Linked DNA regions of Anas platyrhynchos: region 2 is linked to region 1. A link is a contact called in public Hi-C data. All regions are on one chromosome and are shown on one strand. Each heading gives the region's core, a stretch centred on a gene start, on an enhancer-like site or on the middle of the called end of the contact. The rest is flanking DNA. Distances are from core to core; before and after follow the strand shown.

Region 1 (7,221 bases), core at 1,742-4,241:
GTTCAAAGCTAATTTTTGCTTGCTTGTTTTCATGAGCACTGATGAGCAGAAGTTGCCAGGTACAGACAGAGGTACCTCAGTTGCTAAACAATGTGTTGTTTTTAACTGAATTTGTTCTTTTTGTCTTTTCCTCATTAGTCAATTCTGATATATTTTAAAAGCCTGTAGAGGAAACAAATTTAAGTGTAGCCTAATTGACTCTGGGGTCACATCGCCACTGAAAGCTGAATTAATTTCCAATATTACAATCTCTGTGCCCAACTTAGGCTGAAACAGTTAAACCTCATTTTACAGATGAGGAAAGCAAAGCAGTGAGACCCCTGCCCTGACTTCTGAAGCAGTATCTACAGCTCGAGACAGACACCTGAGTCTGTCACAGCTTCCTCACCCCTTGTGGTCCTCAGTCCATGCCCCAGGCAGCAGAGGCAGCCAAGCGGGGCCGTCAGCTCCCCGGGATCCCCGGCCAGCCCTGGTGGATCAGTGCTCCAGGGGCTGATGCACCTCAGGAGGGCTGTTCCTCGGCGGTCCTGGCTCGGTAAGGGGGACTAGGAGACCTGCAGAGATGGCTGGTCTGTGGGAGAGCTGGGGCAGGACACAGCTGGCTGTTACACTGCGAGGTGTCAGAGCTCGCTACTCCTGGTTTAATATTGTCTTTTTCACCGGAGCAAATATATGCGTGTTCGTTATAATTAAACAGAAGTGTGTAACAAAAATTACAGCTCATACGTTTTTACCCTTCATGTAAGGCTGTCGACACACCTCCTAAACCCTATGTTCATTCAGAATAATTAGGTGCATTAGAAACGAGGCCCCAGCACGTCATGGACTGCTTTTGAGACTTGAACTGCCCAGACTCAGACTCCATCAGCCTGGTTGGCAGCACCCACTGAATTTTGTAGGAGCTGTGAAAGCTCAGGCAAATCTATCCCAAATGCCTGAAATCAGGCACCCTGAACTGGAGGCCTCTGTTTCAAACCCGGCTGCGTTAGGACTTGCCCAAAGCCACCAAGCAACTCAGCAGCAGAGCCGGGAATGGAACAAGCCCTTAGGCTAGTAAGAGCCACTGTGCTTCTGCTTGCTGAAGGGAAATCAGAATGCTGCTCGCTTACTGCTCACATTATCTAAAAAATGAAGCAAAGTAGCAGATGGGCAATCAGTTTTTCTGATCATTTCTGACAATGTGCTTCCCGTATTTTTATATGTGCTTTTAATTCCTGGAAAGAACTACAAGGAAAAGCCTTTAGAAACGATATGGCAAAAAGAGCAAGCGTAAGGCATGCGGGGGGGCTTCAGGAGGGGAGCAAGTCGCCACCTCAGCACCTCAGCCTGGGCGAGTGGCGTCGGTCAGGGCGAGGGATTAATGGGGCAGCCCTGTGCAGGAGGCACTTGGCTGGCCCTTGGCTCCTCAGGGCTGACCCCTGGCTCCTCAGGGCTGGCTCCTGGCTGCTGGGGGCCGGTTCCTGGCTCCCCACGGGCAGCGCCGAGGGCCGGGGTCCCGCGTGGGGGTGACACCAGCACAGCGCCCCTCACCTGAGACGCTCTGGCGGCTGGAGTCCGCCTCGCCGCCGGCGGCGTTGGCCGTGCTGGGCGCGCTGTTGTCCACCCCGCCCAGCAGAGGTCGCAGGTGGCTCACCGAGACCTGCTCGATGAAGGACGTGCCGTACTTGCGGAAGTACCACCACTCGAAGATCTGCAACACAGCCGTCACTGGCACCACGGCCCCCGCCGCAGCCCCTCGCCGCCGCCCCCGCCCCCGCCCCCGGGGGTGCCGGGGACTCGCAGCCCGCCCGCCTTCCCTGCTGCCGGGAGGCCGCCTTCCTCCGGCAGCAACAGCGAAAAATCCCATCCCTTACACCAAATCCCGTCCTTCGGAGGCTTTTAACATTGCGAGGAACGTTGTTTTGAGGTGACATCTAACGGGAGCCCCGCTCCGCCCATCCCAGGCGAGGCTGCACGCAGGGCTGTGCTCCTGCCGCAGCCGCCTCCCTCCACGGGCAGTGCAAAAAAGGTGAGGAAAGGCAGCTTTGCTCCTCTTCCTGGCAATGCCTCCGAAGGATCCCACCACATTTCATTTAAAGAACGTTTAAAGTACCGAACAACACCCCAAAAACCATTCTTACACCTTTTAAAGGATTATTTTTTTTTCCCCCAACAGAGCCAGCTGTGTTTGGTTTTGTATTCCTGACTTAGCATGATTCCGAATTAAATTTCAGGCTTTTGGTTCAGCTAGAAAATCAGAAATATATATATATATTTACATAGATCTGCTTAACAAATTCCACAGCCTAAAAGAACCCCTGGAAATTGAAATTATGCACATAAATACACGTTTGCTGTATTTTCACAGAGAAATTATATTTTTGGGGTAAGAACAGACATTTTAGGAAACTACATAAACCTGGAAATGAAGACTATTTCACATAAACAGGAAAAAGATTTTGAGTGCAGCACACACTTCAAATGAGTATATCCTGAAGGGTTTACAAGGCTTTGGGCTGTGGGACACCCGGAGTCTGCAGCGAGGTTCATGTCGGGCTCCACGCCTTCCCTGAATCGCTCCTGAATCACCAAAAACGGTCTCTGTATTTCTGTATTTTTTTTCTTTTTTAAAGTCCTCTTGAGCTCTTTATGTAATTGAACCAACTTCTCTCAGTCTCCATAGGATTGTCTGTAAAGTTTACTTCTTTTTCTTTTTTTCTTCAAACCATTCCACAGGGGAGAAACTCCACAGGGGCACAGCAAGAAAGAATTCCTCTCCAAAGATCACTGTGATACCTTCAGCACTGCGGCTTCCCCTAAGTCCAGCTGTGTTGTTAAAGTATCCAAGAGCATTCATCCGGAAGAAGCTGATGCTAACTGTGCTGGATGGAGTGGGAACGTAGCTGGTGGCCATAGATCAACTTCACACAAGTATGTGTGGCAGCCCTGGAGACCACTTGGTCCCCAAAACAAGCTAATGGCTCTTCTTGGAGACATCAACAAGGAAGAATAAAGCAGTTTTATGAGGAGAAGACAGAACGGCTACTAACGTGAACAGATAAAGGTCACAGGCACTGGGGAAGATAAACAGATGCTCACAGGGAAACCAGAACATAAACACATCTGGATCTTTGTGAACTCTGCATTCCTGGCAAGTCACTGAAATCCCTCACAGCATGTAGAGCTCCTACCTGGGTTTGTCACTCTGTGTGTTCCCTTGGGATACACCTGGGTGGGAAGACCCGCGAGGAAGTATCACTGCATGCTGCTCTGCACTGATGCACTTCCCAGGCATCCACCACCGCCTGTGCTTCTCCAAATGCTAGGGATGATGGACAGGGAGCTGGCACAGGCGAGTCTTTGGGTTTAGCTCTTCTCATGTTCTTATACAATGCTTTCTGAAGGGTTGAGAATCTAAATCTTACAATACAAGAGTGCATCATAACCTAAGCAGCCAAGATATGGCCGACCATCAGAGAAAGACCGTGCTGTAAAATATAGTCACAGCTCTGCCATTAGTGTATACTTTTGTACTGTCTTTGGCAACTTTGAAGCCTGAACACAACTGAAGCCACATTTGTGCCTATCCAAAGCCTCAAAGGACATGGTTTTAAGGAATCGAGGATTATAGTTTTGTACTGAGACACAGGACGCTGAGTATCACTGTAACAGAGCCAGGGACTGAAGTACAGCTTGCCAGACTGGCCTCTCAAAACTCTAGGTAGTTAGATTGTCATCTAACTGGCTTCATACTTTCTTTAAGGGAAAAAAAAGAAATTAAAACATGTTAATAATTTCCTGCTTATTATTTCAACTATCAACAGCTTTTACATAAAAAGAAAAAAAAAATAGAGCTCTTGTGACCTCATTTGCCCTGCATAACTGTATACAAATTGGGAAACTGTCACACTGAATTTCAGTGAAACTGAGGATACAAGCAGAAAGAATGCATGCATGCTGTCACTACTACGGTTCAGCTGAGTGACAGGAACTTGTCAAAACATGTGGTACAGCTGTAAGTTCCTCCTTAGCCTTACAAATACATTAATTACTTTTTAAAGGGGGATTAAAGCTCCTAAATCTTCTAAGACATCTTTGAGAAATATTTGCAATGTTGAGTGAATCCAGTGCCAGGGAACACAAACCAGATCTCAGTGCATACCAGCTCCTAGAAAATGAAGCCATAAATCATCACCACAATATGCCTTTGCTTAGAGTGATTTGTTCAGGGTGTATGAGAAGGTAATATGTAATCTGGTTTTGAAGTTGAAACAATAAATTGCCTTCGCAGTATTTCTGCACCTTTCTCAGACAGCGTCAGCCGTTTTGAAACCTGATTTTTTATAACCAAGTTTTATTTCTAACTGTACCAGCCAGTTTGAAGGCAATGTGAAGTCAATAAGCTTTTGACAGTTCAGCAGAAATCATCTGGCAGAATAATAGTGAACTACAAGGATTAATTACCTGTAGAAAGAGATCTGGATCAGAGAGGAAATTAGGGAGAAAAGTCATTTCTGCACCACCTCTGAAAGTAAAGCCACCTCACTTAGTGGTATTTACCTTTACAAGAAGGTGTCTCTGCCCATGGCAGGGGGTTGGAACTGGGTGATCTTTAAGGTCCCTTCCCACCCAAACCATTCTGTGACTGAATTATTCATTTCTCTCATACACATAGGGTAGAAGGGAAGCTCATCTTCACAGCAGTAGCAAATTTCTCTGGGTTCTCTCTAGCTGATGCCTGTTCTTTCATATCTGATCAGGGTCACACAACTCCAGACTCTCAAAGGATCTTTAAACCTTCACAAAGGCCAAGTTAAAAACCTGTTCTGAACATTTTCAGCTTTGTGTTTTGAAGTCCAAATCTAGAAATCTTGTTTTTCAGTCTGGTAGGGGTCATGCTTAATGTAAGAATATTTGACTTTGGAAAACCCTTAAGGATGACTTCTACAAGTGCATGGCTATGAACAAAAAAACCAGCTCATATGCAGCAAAGATATTTGGGTCAAATAAAAGCTGGTTAATCACTCATAAATCTGAAAGCATTTCAGATACTTGTTATGGACCTTTTTTGCCTTTGCTTCTCTATGCAGGTACTTCCCCTGTGTGATGAAAACATCACAGTTCCTCTCTGTCTTATCTCTGCTCTCACATAAGAGATCTCACAATCCCAGATTGTTTTATTTCTCTGTGCAACAACAAATCCATTCTGCATCCCTTGGATTATCTGATCTTCCCTCTTCGATTTTCAGAGCAGATACTCCACCAGAAATGCATCAGTCCACAAGGGACGGTTTTGATGGCTGTTCTCACTGGACCAAATACATCTATCAGCAATCTGAATGATGCTTTCCTGTTTATCATATCCAAGACAGGCATCCTCTCTTACAGTGACTACTATCCATAGTCCTCTCCCAGTGTGCATATTGAGTCTTCAGCTGAAAGAGTAAAGAATTTCATTTGCAGGCAACTTCCACAGCTCAGGGCTCTCATTCAGACTTCTAATTAGACATCCGGGTCTCTGAGGAGTCAGATTTGGAATGCTCTTCTAATATGAGGGGCGGTAACAACCAATCTAATGGATCTAAATGAGGCTTACTCCCTTGAGGAGCAGGATGATGACAGCAGAGCATTCAATGGTTAAGCCCCTGTGATAAATAAAACAGGAGCACAGCACGTGTTGGACTGGCTCTGTCATCCACGCTGTTTATTTGTCAGCACACTGCCCGGCCTGCACCAACTCTCCCTGACAATGACTGGACGTGTTCAAGGGATATCACAGCCCAGGGGCTGTTCCCAGTAGACAGTATGGGGAAGATCATCCTGCTTTGGGAAGCAAGAGTGTTTATCCATACGGATGTGATGATACAATGCTACTTGTTCTTCAACAGAGAAAGCCCCTTTGTCTGCGATGCTAGCAACCACCTTATGCAAAATAACTCTTTACCTACATTTTACCTGCCTCTGAAAACAAAGAAAGGGAAAAGAAAATAATATATTGCCTGGCCTAACCACAGGACTTCTCTCAGTGCTTGGTAGGTGCCACTTGTTATGCCTTCAGCAGGTTACAGGCTGCCATCCTGCAGATCCCTCCTCTCTCATCAGCTACCTGGCAAATGCTTCCAATTTCTCAGGAGCTCCCTACAAGGCCTCTGCCCTCCCCAACCTGCCAGCCTCCACTGAGCAGAGCTGAAGCTTTGAACAATTACCACGTATCAGTCTTCAGCTGCCAAAGATTGTCCCTGTGCAAACGTCAGACTTCCACAGAATCTGTGGGAACACCCAGAATTCAGGCACCTCTCTGCCCCTCTGCAGCAGACTACACAAAGGTAGCAGAACAAATAAATAAACACAGAATAACAGTTAATATCAACAAGAAATAATTTGTGTCCTCTTTGAGACTTCCTGCACTAGCACCATCAGCTGCAAAAAAGCAGAAAACTTGTTATTTTCCCCAAGCTCTGCCAGGGAATAATAAGGCATTCTTGGTGGAGCTTCGAGACTGGGGCTCACTGCTGCCTGAGGTTTGTTAACCCAGACTCTATCAGCTTGCAGTCCAAATGCCACAACAACTTTCACTCTGGGGGTAACAAATATGCAGCCTTACTGAGAAACCTCGGTGGCATTTAGGAACACAGCTGCAGTTCACAGCATTTACCTGACATCAGTTGTGTTCCGTGTTACCCTACCTGTGGCAAACTTCAGCCTCTTGACACCAACTACAACACAGCTCCACTGGATTCTCTGAGACAGAGCCCTGTTTTTCACTGAATCAAAAGTAACTCTTGTGGAACCAAGTTTCCAATATAATATTTTGTATGTAGTTTGGGACTTAATTTAGTTCCTATTCTTAATGTCAAAAATAGGTGCTGGGGTGAATTCAAAGGATGCTAAGTTGTTCGTTTTAAACTACGTGCTGTAAAGTAATTATTAAGGAGAATGGCTGAGATAGAAAAGACTTTTCTGTACTGTTCTGAGCTACCCAGAAAAGAAAAAGGGTTTGACATCTTTGCTTCAAATCGCATCATCTACAGTGAGGCCAGAATTTTACCTAAAGAATGAAAACAAAGTAAGAGACAAAATAAGACAGGAGAGCACTGTTCTGCAAAGGAGTCACGTAGCATGCAATTCCCCAGAGCTGAACTCTGCAGAGTCATTGTTTCATGATCCAAACATGAAACAGAAAAAGCATTCACTTTCCCATTGGTCACTACACTTCTGAAATGATGGAATTTTCCTTCATTT
Region 2 (7,221 bases), core at 1,446-3,945, 130 kb after region 1:
TTAGAGTAGAACCTGTCTGCTAACGTAAGCGATCCTTTGCAGTGTCTTGTCAGTTACCCCAGTCACTTAAAAAAAGAAGACTCCTTAAAACCTATTGCCACCTTGTATATTGACAAAATCACATCATTCTATTAACATCTTTCTTAACATCTTTTAACTTCTTTCTCTGCACTGTTTTGTTTTTTTTTTTTTTGGAAGACAGAGGCAGACGGTGGTGTAAGTTGCCTATAGTGGTCATGTAAACGCTTCCCCACAGAACTCACCTGTGGCCCTAGAGCACAAGATCTGCTTACTTGGGACATCTGTCATCTGTTTATCTGTACACAGGGATGCCATGAAACAACCTCATGTGTAAAAGCAACTCTGAGGATGTTATCTTACCATTCTCCTTTACCCAAAGTACTCTTACACATGGCTGTAATAAAGACATTGTTCTCAGTTTTCTGGTGCTCTGGAAATTAGCAGGTCTCTGTCTGACCACAAAAGAGCCAGGATTTCACCCACTTGCATTCTGAAGTTGATGATGGCAGTGAGCCATTTGGGGTAAGAGGAGATACCAGAAATCAAGGAAGGAGGTAACAGACAAATGGGGAATGTGTGTGCAGATGGGAATGCAAGTTTTACACCTGTACATTGTCTCAAGTTAACATTCATCTTGTTTGACCTCAGAAATCTATTTCTTATTTTCAGGCCTCAATTTTACGCTGAATTGAGTTGTCTAATGCTACACAGGTCTACTGCAAAGAGCAAAATTAATATTGCAAGCATGACAAAGCTCAATGTGGGAATTACCATCCTTGTATTTCATATTTGTTTTATACTCCTCTGTAAGTGGCTTCCTAGGCTATGTATTGACAGCCCTTTATTCAACAGATTACACGGAAGAAAACTCCCCCAGAGGATTTCCAACATTGATTATGTCTATGGCAAAAAGAATTTGTTAAGTTAATAATTCTGTCTGTTCTGGAGAAGTTTGTAAAAAGGAGAAAAAATATGTTTTTTTTTGTATGTTTTTTGTTGCAGTAAATTGGTTAGTCCCATTCTCCCTGTATCTAAACATGGATGAAAGACGACTGACAGAAGCCTAGTGCAAAACCAGAAGAAATGCATCCCACTGTAACGCCCCCACAGACATAACCTTTTGGTTAAGGAGGACAACTCAGAACAAAAGTAACACACAGATTAAACATTACATTATACTGTTTTCATTTTTCCCTGTTCAAGAAATACATAGAGGAGTAAAACATTATGCTTAATCTGAGAAAAAAAAAAAATGCTGCAATTTTCCTCTTTCTGGCCCTCCAACAAGCATTGTGAACTAATTGGGACTGGAAAATATTAAAACCAGAACTATATTTTGGTAGTAATTAGTAACTCACTAAGGAATTTTGATATCTAGATGAACTATTTTGAACCAAAGAAAATACATTTGATTCTGGAAAGAGAACAAACTTGTATTCCACATGTGTGTTAACCAGTTTTCTAATTTTCAGAGATCGCAGTTACTATTTCTGTGCCTGCTCTAACTCCTGTTGCTGCAGTTATAATGATATCCCTGACTGGTACAGATCATTAGTCTGAAAGGAAGCCTCATATACTTTCTCTCCAGATGGTAAGCTCAGGCTCCTGCAATCTGTGGAAAGTTAGTGCAAATACAGAGCTCTACTTCCTTCCTCAGCAGAAGATTGTGAACTTCTGTTTTAAGTCTCTCATGTTGGATCAGGATATACAGCAAGAAAAAAGAATAGTCTTATCCCTGTTGTGATCACTAGGATGAGATGACAAAGAGATACTAACAGAGGTGGGATATCTGAAGATTTAAGGTAACATCATCTAGCATGACAGAGAGGAGTCTCTATTCTGAATATTCTTTTTCAAATTTTTGTGACTCTCGCATCAAAAGTCATTTTTAGAGAAAAAAGAGAACAGCAAGGAGCCTCTACAGATGTTGAAAATGCAACACAGGAGAAGACAAAGAGCTTTCTTGAAAATTTAGTATGGACAGGTTGGATGTGAGTCTTCCATAACCTATGAAAACACAGAAGGAATGGTAATAGCTGGAGGGGATGGGACATGGATGGACTGCTGCTCCATGGGCGGCTTGCTGACATGGTGGCATGAAAAGCTATTTCTGCACCTAGCTGGATGTATTTGCAGGCCTGCCATAGAGGAGTCCAGCTTCATCATATATCCCAGCACAGTGCTGGATGCTGGTTTTTGGCCAATCCCTTGTGTAGCTCGTGATGTTTGGACCTATATTTGTTCATTTCTGGCAGTTTTTAGCTCTGCATCTCTGCTTATTTATTCCTTGGCCTTATGTTCCTTTTAGTCACAACCTTTTCTTTCTTTGCTCTGAGTCATGTTAGGTTGCTGCTGCCATCATTGTTGCCTGCCTCGTGTTCAGGGACTTTCCAGCCGGCCAGGAAAGAAAGAAAAGAAGGAGGAAAGGAATGGGAAAGTGGGAAGGTGAGGAGGAGAGGGCAACAGATCTCATGCCATTTTCTTTCCTTTGAGCATGTCAGCCCTTACAGTTTCGGGGCAATACAGCTTGCCTTTGACTGTGGGCTGCATTCCAGGGAAGGATTTTTCAAACGGGCTGTTAGCAAATCCTCTGTCAAGCCATAAAAATCTGTTCCAGCCTTCTCAACTTGGCAAGGCTGGGATTTTGTAGCGTGTGTGCACTGGAGGGCCTGGTAGGGTCCCCTGCTGGTGGCCAGCCCTGCAATGGGGCTGCTGCTGCCTGCCCTGGGCTCCAGGTGGAAGGGAGAGGGTAAAATGGGCCAGGTCTGTGGCAGCCCTGGAGGGTTTTGTTTTAATGTTAACACGTATGGGAATTTTGTTAGCCGAGAGAAGCAAAACAAAAGGAAAACCAAAACAAATAGTGAAGCTGCTGCAGTGGGTGTGGGTGGAGCGGTTCCCCTAGTGTCAGGGGAGGAACTGATGAGGAAGACAGAGAGGAATTTCAGTCCTGAGTAAACTGCAAAATCTCCGGGATGCCTGCCTGACATCGGTGCTGCCGACATCTGTGCCCCGGTGTCATCTGAGACGTGCCTGACGCTGGCTGGTATGGGTTAGGGATTAGTGACACCAGGCTAGGGGTGCAAAACCCCACAGTGAAATACAACTCCTCGGGGTAGAAAGGAGGCCGAGGCAATTGGCACGGAGATCATAATCTTTCTTTTCCTGCTGCAGGATATACGGTCTTTATTTTAGGCTCTCTTTTGTAGTATAAGGCGATCCATGTAGGAGCTGACAATGGGCGTACATTAAGCTAGCTCAGAGTGCCAAGTACAATGCCAGATGCATTGAGAGGTCTCCGCAGAGTTTTGGGAAGGGGAAGCCAAGCCAGGGTTCAGAGTTCCTGAAAGGGAGCAGTTTCTAATAATAGGAGACATTGAACCAGCCAGAGAAATGGTGTGGCTTAAATGAAGCCTAAAATCAGGTGACAAAATTTGAGAGCAGGTCCCTGGAATTGCCACTTCTGTGAGGACTCCTCTCAGGGGCTCCGATCTAGGTAAACGGATTTAGAAGCAAGTCCTCCACACCGTGTCAGTGACACACAGACAAAACCCAAAGAGTTAGTGCCTTACATTTTTCTGATATAAAACAATTAGTCTTCATTAGCAAGGGGTATATTTAGCAGATCCTAAGCAGACGCTGCAGCAGAAAATCAAATGGTGCTTTCTTTTTCTGCTTTCAGTCTTTGCTCATTGGTATGTACACATGCACGTCTAATAAAAGATCGTGAAGGATATCCAGAGATTCTTATCCAATCTATTTCAGTGTATTACAGAGATACCATCTAAAGACAACACAGACACGTTCCAGCGAATTTATTTCCAAGCGCAGCGGCCTAGAAGCCTGAGAACTATTGCCAATGTGAAACTTGTATTTATTTCAGTTAATTCGCAGCAACAGTACTGATCAAATAGATTTAGCTTTCGAGTTTTATTAATTACCAAAATGTAAATATGATGTTAGATTTCCTTCATCTGGAAGCCGTGTATTCTCCAGTGGCAAGCCTTGGGACTTCAGGCACATTGAGCACGAGAGTGATTTATCAGCTCTATTTAGTTACCATCGGGAAACACGAAATAAGAAATGATCTGTGTGAAATAAGGACTGATCTTTATGAGCAGGGCGATGCACTAGATGGCACTGTTGGTTTGAGTTTTACCACGGCCACCTTCTTCTGGGGAACTTGTCTTAATTAGCTTCCTTTTGAAAACAAACACGCTGTTTCAACAGAGGGTCAGTGTACATTGTTCTGGGCTGCTGCTTTTATGTTTATAGTCATGTAATCAATATGTTGTAAGGGTAATTAATTTTTAACCAAGCCAATTGTAGATCAAATGCCAGTAGAGTTGCTGGGTGGAGACAGTTTAATTTCTTTTGAAGCAGTGATACTGATTAGCTGCAAAGGGTTCGCAGCGAGTTGCCAGAGATCCAGAAGACCTTCTGCTTTGAAACTCTGGTGTTAACTTTAAAGTATCATTATTGCTCTGATACAGATTAATGAGTTGTGGCGTAATTCTGATAAAGTTCCTCTCGTTTACTCGCTATATTTTGTCCCGTCAATTCCTATTTCAAAGCAGCTCTATTTGCTTTGACTATTCTGTTCCTATCAAAGGCATGGCACAAAGTTAACACTAAACTGATCAAACTCACTTTCTGCTTTTCATCTCTTTTCTCTCGTTATCTGCCTTCAGGGACTCTAGAGGGCCCATGGCTAAGGATGAGATTGTGACCCTCCGTACAACAGGGTACAGGATCCCGCAAGAGGCTGAGGCATTCTCCAGTCTCTATCAGTCACGCATGTGAGTTGCGCTGCCAAGCTGCTGTCCTGGCCTCCCTTCTCCTTCCCCTTTCCCTTCCCTGTTGTCCGGCCATCTCTCACGATCCATACTTTGAGATATTTGCTGCCCCTACTGCCAGTGCTTTCAGCCATCCCCTTGATGCCTCCTTGTCTGTGAGCTGACCTGTCTTGATCATATTTTCATCCCTTCTCGCTCTTTCATCTTCTTCCTTGCCTCTGTTCTTCAACAGTCAAACAAATTAGAGTCTCAACACTCAGCTCTCCATCTCCTGTCATATTACTTTAATATCTTCTTCCTGCTCCTTTTTTTATAACAATCAATAAACGGGCTGTTTTCATGGATAGGCTATTGATCACTTCTCCAGTTGTCTGGATTCTTTCTGATCTAGTGTCTGTGTTTTCCATTACATTAAAATTTCACTAGAGGCTCTGGCTATCCATTCTCAGGGAAGTCTCAGGGCCTCTCTGCTCTCCTCATCTTCCTTGATCTCTTGGCCGACTTTTGAGACTTTGATCATTTAATTGGATCTCATGCCAAGTAAAACCACAAGCACTGGTTTAATCCGAAATTAAACTTTTGTTTAGTCTAACATTAAAATATAAGGTCAATTTCAAAACAAAAAATATTTCACTTTCTCTGAAAAAAATCCAACCTTTCATACTTCTGGGCTCAAACTATTAATTGAATTCAGTCTGGACTGAACAACAATTTCGGTCCTTTTGAGTCATACTTTTGAGTAAATCAGACCAGTTAACGGGACTGTGTTACTGAGCTGAGCTGCAAATGTCTCTAATTTCTGCTGGAGCCAAGAATAGCCCTTGGTATAGATGGGTATGGCCATCAGCTATTGAGACTTGTCACATTTTTAACCTTTTCAGGAAGACAAAACATCATAAGTCAGATAATGATCAGCAGAGTTTAGGATCCAACTATTACATTTTTTTGTAACAGATGACTCTTGTGGCTGTTAGAGGCAAGACTGCAGCTATTGCAGCAGACCGTTCTGTAGACTGTAATCTACATTTGTTTGCAAAATATTAGATAAAGATCATGAAATTTATTCTGGTTTTGAGACAAACTAGAGATGGATATTTGCAGCATACTGAAAGATTGAAAACCCAATTATTACAACCACAAGAACTGAAAAGAAAAATCCATGCTGTCTTTCTGCCTGCCTGTTCTGCAGGAAGCATTTTTTCCATGCCCTTAGTCACAGTGCTCCAGAGTAGGGTTGCAATGAGCAGTTGCCAAAATTGGCTGTTTGGGGAGGTGGCGGGGTGGTACAGCAGCTTGTAGCAGTGTATTTACAGTAGAGGGAGCTGATGTTCAATGAGTGCATGCATGAGTATTCACTGCAGTATGGCTCCTTATCAGTCTGCAAGCACTACAGAAGAAATATTTCACCATTCTGGGGGGATGCTTCTGCATCCCTCACCCACTGGGTCCTGTCACAGCTGAGCTCTCCAGCAGCGTGAGTGGCCTCAGGGAGCACTTGTTTGAAAAGGTCTTCTTCTGGGGCCAAGGGACATCTTCCCATGTCAGGTGTGACATGAGGGAGACTGGACGTAGTGTGTAAGTAATATTGCAAGCACTGAGCCTCAGCACACCTCCTACCAAAGGCTGATGTTTCCACCTTTCTAAATATAACTTCCTGCTACACCGCAGACAGCATCTCCTTTGTATTCCTAGCTTTCCGGTGCTCCCTGCCCTTGGCCTGGGCTCTGTCTGACACGTCTCACAAATGAGTGCTCAAGAAATTCTTTGATTTACAGCCCTCTTTTTACAAGCCAGAGATCTCTAGTTCCCTGAAACTGGCTGGTTGAATTACACAAGTTATTCAAATATAATTAAAAGAGAGACACAGCATGTGTGAAACAACAGAATATGCATGCACTCAAAAATATGGAGAGTTATAATTCCTCTTAGTGAGTTCGTTTGGATAAAGCAGGCTAATGGGCTGAAGGACTGGGGCTGCAGCTACGTGAGCTCCTGCCCCTGGCTTTGCCATCACTCTCTTTGAAGAAAGGTGTCCTCCTGGTGAGGCAGCTTTCCTGTCTGCCACAGTTCAACTAAGGTAAGCACAAAGGAATTACTTGGGGAAGGGACACTGTTCCGAGACAAACATAAGATATATACTTTGAAAAATAAAGGACTCAGAAGATTACTGTCCCATCTGACTTGTATAACCAGAAAGATCCTCAAACAAGTTAATTATTTGCCTGGTTAACACCTATTGCCATATTTCTCAATCTGCATGTGTTTGTGGACAAAACCTCCAAGCAAGCCAAGTGCTGTAGTGCCTTGATTGTCCAGACAACTTGGATTATCTCACTGATGGCTTCCTTCAGCCATGAGCAGCAGAGTGGTCAACCTAATCACTCTATAAAGCAGTGAGAAGTTTTGA

What was found. Hi-C and Micro-C count contacts between places; a contact is called where the count stands out from the background.
Region 2: a contact with region 1 is called in a Hi-C map of subcutaneous adipose tissue, with 2.1 times the contacts expected there. The contact joins two enhancer-like sites. A contact is called at or near these places in 3 of 8 Hi-C or Micro-C datasets (liver, skeletal muscle and subcutaneous adipose tissue).

What each region holds. Positions count from the first base shown.
Region 1 is chr1:26,328,915-26,336,135 of IASCAAS_PekinDuck_T2T, forward strand. It overlaps ST7 (suppression of tumorigenicity 7), which reads right to left. Exons shown (of 15, transcript XM_038179926.2): 3 at 1,531-1,690. Among named protein-coding and RNA genes, the nearest start is that of WNT2, 80 kb to the left of the region's middle. Within about 2 kb of position 2,992, at least 4 of the 8 cell types and tissues checked have an H3K27ac peak or open chromatin away from gene starts, as enhancers often do. A contact at or near this core is called in subcutaneous adipose tissue, where this site is marked.
Region 2 is chr1:26,464,131-26,471,351 of IASCAAS_PekinDuck_T2T, forward strand. No RefSeq gene overlaps it. Among named protein-coding and RNA genes, the nearest start is that of CAPZA2, 13 kb to the left of the region's middle. Within about 2 kb of position 2,696, at least 1 of the 8 cell types and tissues checked has an H3K27ac peak or open chromatin away from gene starts, as enhancers often do. A contact at or near this core is called in subcutaneous adipose tissue, where this site is marked.